2 separate regions of the Rattus norvegicus genome follow, and region 2 is linked to region 1. The links are chromatin contacts, called in public Hi-C maps. All regions are on one chromosome and are shown on one strand. The core of a region is the stretch at or near the end of the contact, and the rest is flanking DNA. Distances in the headings are between cores, read along the strand shown. Region 1 has its middle 7.9 kb from the start of Rin3. Region 2 holds the start of Golga5 (golgin A5).

The links. A called contact is a pair of places that touch in the nucleus more often than the background predicts.
Region 2: a contact with region 1 is called in a Hi-C map of the A7r5 cell line, with 2.7 times the contacts expected there. The contact joins the promoter of Golga5 here to the enhancer-like site in region 1. A contact is called at or near these places in 2 of 12 Hi-C or Micro-C datasets (the A7r5 cell line and mammary epithelial cells).

What each region holds. Positions count from the first base shown.
Region 1 is chr6:127,187,070-127,190,426 of GRCr8, forward strand. No RefSeq gene overlaps it. Among named protein-coding and RNA genes, the nearest start is that of Rin3, 7.9 kb to the right of the region's middle. Within about 2 kb of position 1,867, at least 17 of the 93 cell types and tissues checked have an H3K27ac peak or open chromatin away from gene starts, as enhancers often do. A contact at or near this core is called in the A7r5 cell line, where this site is marked.
Region 2 is chr6:127,375,374-127,378,730 of GRCr8, forward strand. Golga5 (golgin A5) reads left to right here and starts at 1,871. Exons shown (of 13, transcript NM_001033065.2): 1 at 1,871-2,089.

The DNA.
Region 1 (3,357 bases), core at 617-3,116:
GGGATCAGCCAATTCTGCTAATATACTAGGCTCCTTGTGCCCCTCTCCTGGCCTCTGGAGGAAAAGACTTGTAAGAGAGACTAGTAATTCTAGAAGTTTCCACCATGGGCACTCCAACTTTGGCAAGCTGTAGCTTGTTTTTTCTCGAATCAAAAGCTAAAGATGGAGATAGGGTCTTGGTTCTAGGTCTTTCCATACACTAGGTCATCCCCTGAAGATACCCTTTCACTATTTCCTCCGTCTGAAATCCTACTCCAAGGCTTATGTGATGGCACCCGCCTATAATCTCAGAGATTTTGAGGAGGTGGAGGTAGGGGATTGTGAGTTCCAGGTCAGCATGGGGGAAATAGGGAGACAAATAAACAAAAAAACTACTCTGGGAAACCCCCAACTGTGACTGAAACAGGGTGAAAGTTTGCTCTTGTCCATGTAGATGAGGAAGTCCATTACACTCTGTGATACCAGTACTCGGTATCCTTCTAGGCTGCTTTGGCTCCCTCACTGTCCAAAATGGTTCCCTGACTTCATGACCACAACCTCAGGAGCAACCCTGAGTCAGGACCAACCAATTGAGCTGCTCCCAAACTCCCAAATTTTGAGTTCAAGGGCTGATGCTTCATATCTTACAGCACTTGGATCATAAACAAGACCTTAAACTCAAGGTGAAACTGGGCTCCATAGCAATGCCCTGTCTCAAAAAAAAAAAAAAAAGACATAGGTTGATCCTGGTCCAAAAGATATTTAATGGTGGGAAAATATTACTTAAACCTGTTATATTTGGAGGTAATTTTTTTATCTGCCAGTGTTACTAACTAACTATATACAGTGTTTCCACCATGTGGAACCCAGGAGTATCTGGATACATGAGAAAGAGATAAAGATGGGGTACACAAGTTCTGAGGGAGGAGAAAGGAACCTTGTCCCCTGTGTCCTGTCCTGTGTCAGCAGTAATGACACAGCCCAGAACTGTGTAGACACTGCCAAGGCCAGCATCCTCAGAGTTCTGTTTTAGAGACTGCTAAACAGGTCAAGAAGGTTCCTTGACTTTCCCACAGAAAACAATGTTAGAATGATCCCAGTATTAAGTAAAGTTAAAGTTTATTAAAAAAAAAAAACAGAAAGAGAAACCCCCAAAGAAAGATCAGGGTACACCCAAGGGCACCGGTGTGGTTTCTCAAATAAGAGTGGCCTTTAGAAGTGCAAGTGATGACTGCATTCAGGATTTTAGAGGCTTGGGATGCCATTGCCTAGACAGTTTTTAAGAGACCCTCCATTCTTTATATTCATTTATGTATTACTTATTTCCTTGTTTACTTCAGTAAAGCTCCAGGGTGGTTCCAAAGGTGCTACAGATGAGACTAGAATCCGATAAGGTAAAAACAGGAGCCACGAGGGTTGCAAAGGAGCTTAGAGTGCACCCTTTAACTATAAGCTAGGGATATTCCTAGAAAATTGCAGGTTTACAGATGGGAAGGGAGAATAGCCTTAAGGAAAATTAATCATGTTACAATTCTGATTCTCAGCTGGCAAGAGGCTTCAGTCAGACTTCAGCCAAGTTATGTTTCCTTCCCATGTCGTCAGAATTTTCCATCCGTCTCTCCTGACTCCCTGTCCTCAAGCCGGCACGCAGTAGGACTGCAGCCCCTGGCTCACATTGGGAAATCTGCTCTCCAGGGATGAGCGTGGAGGCAGCTTGGAGATGCTGAGCCTGAGCCGCTTAATGTGTAACCACTGGCCTCTTGTCAAAAATGTAACTCTGCTTCCCAGAGGTCACTGTTGCAAATTCTCTTTCCATCCCCTCATTTCCAGGGCTGCCAAGGGGAAGGCCCAGCTGGCCCGGCAGGCAAGAAAGAGCCTGTCTGAGCCTGGAACCGGCAGCTAGTGTTCAGGGCTGAGTCAGTCCACGTTCCTTCTTCTCTGTGACTTTCCTGCCTTGACAGGAGGGGCAAGAAAATAACCGTCCAGAAGAATGACTCTCTGTGCTCAATGCTTTCAAACCACAGTGTCAGCAACTTGACTGACAAAGGTGACTCTGGGCTTTGCCTTTTAATGATAATAAAATACACACTACCTTTCATTATAAATTCCGTGCAGCATTTCTACAAGATGTTTTTGCTGACTTTTTTTTTTGTCAGTCTCTTGTGACTGTAACAAGCCCTTGCAACTGATAAATGACACAAATACTATATATGGACATATTTTTGTTTACTACCAAAGGGAAATCGCAGAGACATAAATCAGAACTTCAGAACTTTATCCCCTGGTCACCAAAAAAAAATTGTTCTGGTTTTTTTGTTTGTTTGTTTGTTTGTTTGTTTTTGTTTGTTTTTACAACATAAGAGCCCAAACTGACACTTTTAAAATCAGCCTCTTTGAAATCTAACCTGCCCACAGTAATCCTGAGTTTAAGCATAGGGTTTGGAGAGTCTAGATGTAGGACTAGCCCTGCAGAAACCACTACCATGGAGCTGATGAGAGAACTCGCTGTGTGAATGTGCCTGCCACCAAGCTGGACAGCCTGAGTCTGATCCCTAGGACCCCCATGGGAGAAAGAGAGAACCAACTGCCACAACGGTCTCCTCACCCCCACACTTGCACCCTGGCTCAAGCATGTCCACACTCACACATACATATCAAACATACAAGATAAGTAAGTGAATAGATAAATAGTGCAAAATAAATCATCTTAAACACCACCATAAGCAAGATATTGAACATTTATCTGAGTAGCCCCACATGTGAACGAAGGCTATGACATAGATGCAGAAGAGATGATGTGTGTGTGCATAGTTCTAGGCTAATATCAGTGTCTTTTTTTATCAGGTTTCATCCCCTGTCAATGCGATTGCGGAAACACACACACACACACACACACACACACACACACACACACACACACATACCCCTCAGGCCAAGTGTGTCTTCTTACTACATCGGGGCTGCCCTCCTAGTCACAGGGTAGTCATGTGACGTCTACCTAACTTTAGTCCATGACAGGAGGAAGACTTTTCCTTTCCTGCAGGACAGACAGACAGACTACATGATTCTGGTTGGCCTCAAGAGTTACCTTGGAGCCATAGGAGAGCTACCCTTAGAGAGGCCGACACCAAGGGGGACAGAACAGGGAGAGGGACCAAATACCAGTAGCTGATGGTTACACCCAACCCCCTGATTCCTTCACATATGGATTCATCCACAACAGGCAACTTCCAAAGATGGCGCTGTCCCATGCCTGCGAAGTCCACTCCCTTCAGTGACCTGATTTGCTTCTGACAATACAAGGTAAGATGTTATCTCTGTAATCGGGTTGTGTAAGACTGGGACTTCTCAGCTTTGATGCAAGAGCCCTCCATCCAA
Region 2 (3,357 bases), core at 621-3,120, 190 kb after region 1:
GATGCTGCCATGTTCCCGCCTTGATGACAGTGGACTGAACCTCTGAATCTGTAAGCCAGCCCCAGATAAATGTTGTCCTTATGAGACTTGCTTTGGTCATGGTGTCTGTTCACAGCAGTAAAACCCTAAGACAGTCATAGTGTCTCTTACAGCACTGTGTGCCTTCATCTGTGAGATAGAGTGATAGATTAGGTTTCAGTAGTAAGACTGTGGAAAAGCCAATCTTAGATCTCACTGACCACATGTTAGATGTGAACTATTGAATGCTTCGTTTTCCTTTCAGGACCCAAGCTGACAGAATAACCCTGGCTGGGATCTGCTCTCTCTCTCTCATGAAGAAAATGAGCTGGAGGAAACACATCATTGCCTGACTCTGAAAGTTTAGGCTTGTATATATTGAGGCCTGTATACATTCCATCAGTGAAAGGTGGGTCATATGATCAAATGGACATCAGTGGAGCTGGAAAAGATATCTCCATCTCGGGATGTGTAGCAGTCACCTGGCAACCTCTGCAACAGGAAGAACAGCTGGTTCGTCAGAGCTGGGGTACCACTTACCACACAATAAGAGCACTCCTTAAAGCATTGTGAGAATGAAGCTCAGGGATCCTGAAAACTGTTCTCCACTTAATAATGGCTCGAAGACCACAGCAACAGTGATTTTCTCCTTTTGCTGTGAGTTATTCTCATTACTGGACTGGATTAACCCGACTTAATAGGAAGAAAATGGTTTGTAATTATTCCCAATATTTAATGTGGGGACAATAAAACATTGAGTCTAGGAGGGGCACAGACTTTGGAGTGAGATGGACCCCTCTTTTAAGGGCAGATAATATTGGAAAGATTATTTAACATTTTTTAAATCTTAGTTTCCTCAATGCCCAAAAGCACTTACTTGAGAATTTATCAAAGGCTTTTCATGAGGGCCAAATTAGCCTGGTCTTGTTCACCCAGTAGATGTGGCATTCGATGAATTATTGAATGCAGATTTTATTTTTTTTTCTTTTTTCTTTTTTTTTTCGGAGCTGGGGACCGAACCCAGGGCCTTGCGCTTCCTAGGTAAGCGCTCTACCACTGAGCTAAATCCCCAGCCCCGCAGATTTTATTTTTAAACACCCATTTCAAAAAGTCTGTGAACTGTACACAAAAGATAACTATAGTAGTATCGAACAATGGTCTCAGTCCAGGATATCTTTTCTACCAGGAACCCTCACAGCCTGATTTATTTTTGTGCCTCTGAACACTTCTCCATGTTTTTCTGGATTTACAACCTTGGTAAATGGTCTGAACTATTGTTCTTTCATTGGTTTAGGCAAAAATCTATCTCTCTTGCTTGAAAGCAAGCTCCACAAAATCAGGGGTCCGGTTTTCTTTTTTAAATTGTGTTCTTTTTGTTTTGTTTATTTTTTTATTAAATTATTTTACTTATTTACATTCCAAATGTTACATCACCACCACCACCCCTTTCTGGTTCCCCCCTTCCCGAGTTCTTCACCCCATCCCTTTAAATTGTTTTGTTAGTTAAAGTGTGTATGTGAGTGTGTGTTCTGTGGGCACGCTTTGTGGATGAACTCAGGCCGTCTGTCCTGGCTATTTATTCTATTTACTTTATTTTCTGAACCATCCCAGGCCTGGGGATTACAGTTGCATGCTCTACCTCGAAATTCTCAGGAGGACAACTTTGAAAGGGAGGAGGAGCTCAGAGGCTCATGCCCCGCCCAGTTTGGGTTGGACCTCCCATGTCATTCACAGGACCATGCCCCCGTTGTAGGCGTGCCCCGCAATGTTGTGGCAGCCGCGTGCGGGCGGTGTTACGTCACACGCACGCTGGCGGGGCGCCCGGGTCCGCGGCCGACGGAAGTGGGGCGTGGCCAGGCGCTAGGGCCCCGCGGCCGCCGGCGCCGCCGCCTGAGTGACCTGCTAGGCGGCCAGCGGCACTCAGCTATCCGCCGCTCAGGCAGCTGAGCGGCCACTCTGTTTTGAGGTCCTCGCCGCCCTTCCACGTCTCCCGGAAGAGCTAGCCGGCAGGTCCGGGAGCAGCCGGCTGCTGTGGCGGCCCGGGTGGGTGACGAGGCCGCGGCGTCCTCAGGTGAGGCGCGACTAGGCCGCGGGCGGGACGGCTTGGCCTGTGGGACCCGGTCTCCGCCTTTCCCGAGCGCTGTCGAGCTCGTCTTCGCTCAGGGCTAACGAAGGGGACGCCACAGCCCCGTAGGCTCTGGACACCGGGGTTGACCTGCCCTCCACCCCGACTCTGCTCCGGGGGCGCAGTGCGGTGTGTTCTCGCCTCCCGGGCACCCGTGGTCACACCGCCCGGCCTGGCGGCTGACCCCTGACCCCGCCTCTGTTTGACATCTGACCTCCCGGTGGCTTTGCACCACGGGAAGTCCCCTCTTGGAGTCTGTCACTGAGACATGAGTTCAGGCCCCAGCTCAGTGTCTACACGCCATGTGAAGGATGTGTTTTAAAGCCCCGTTAACTTTCAGATGGAAGGCAAGACATTAATTGTCTTTGGGCTTTTTTATTAGGAGAGCCAATTTTCTCTCGCTCATCACCATTTTTTACATTACACCTATATGGCCTTTTATAAGTCAGAATGCATGTTACATTGCTGTTTTCGTTTGATTTCTCATAAACTGAAACACACACCTAATGGGTTTCCTAAAGAGTGTGTTTAAACAGTTTATTCCGGACGAGGTTAGATGCGGAGAGGAAGAGGTTAAAAGATGGGTTTGCCACTAGACTTCTAGACTTAGATTCCAGCGTCTGAGGTGCCATCTAAGTTCTGGGATCTTTCTAAACAATATGCATGTTTGTTAGTTCCTAAAGGGCATTGCAATTTACCACATATTGTAGCTGAGAATGTATTTCGTGATACTGTTTGCACAACACCTGACGTAGGGATGAATTGCTTCAGTAGTGTTTCCAGAAGTGCCAGTGTGGGCTGGATTCGGAATTCATCAGTGAGCAACCAATGCATTGTTTACCCACCCACTCCCCTTTCTCCAGCCAAGAGAGACAGTTTTAAAACAACAGTGAGAACAACCCGAAGCAGTGTAAGGCAAAAGAAGGGCCAAAAGACCTAGCATGGATGGGAAGGAGGAACAACTCTGATGTCAATTTAGTGAAGAAAGCCTAAGCATTGGCTACATAACAGTTCCAAGCTGAAGGAATGCTGTCCATATTCAACCAACATTGTCCACTTTGTAGCTTACTTGTTTTACTTCATTGCCTTGACTTACGTGGCAACCTGTAAGGTGCGTGTATGTGTTGGTTGAATACATAGTTTATACAGCCATTTTTTTTTTAAATTGAACTCGCTCAACATGCACATGGTAGGTACTAAGTATTTAGGTTTCT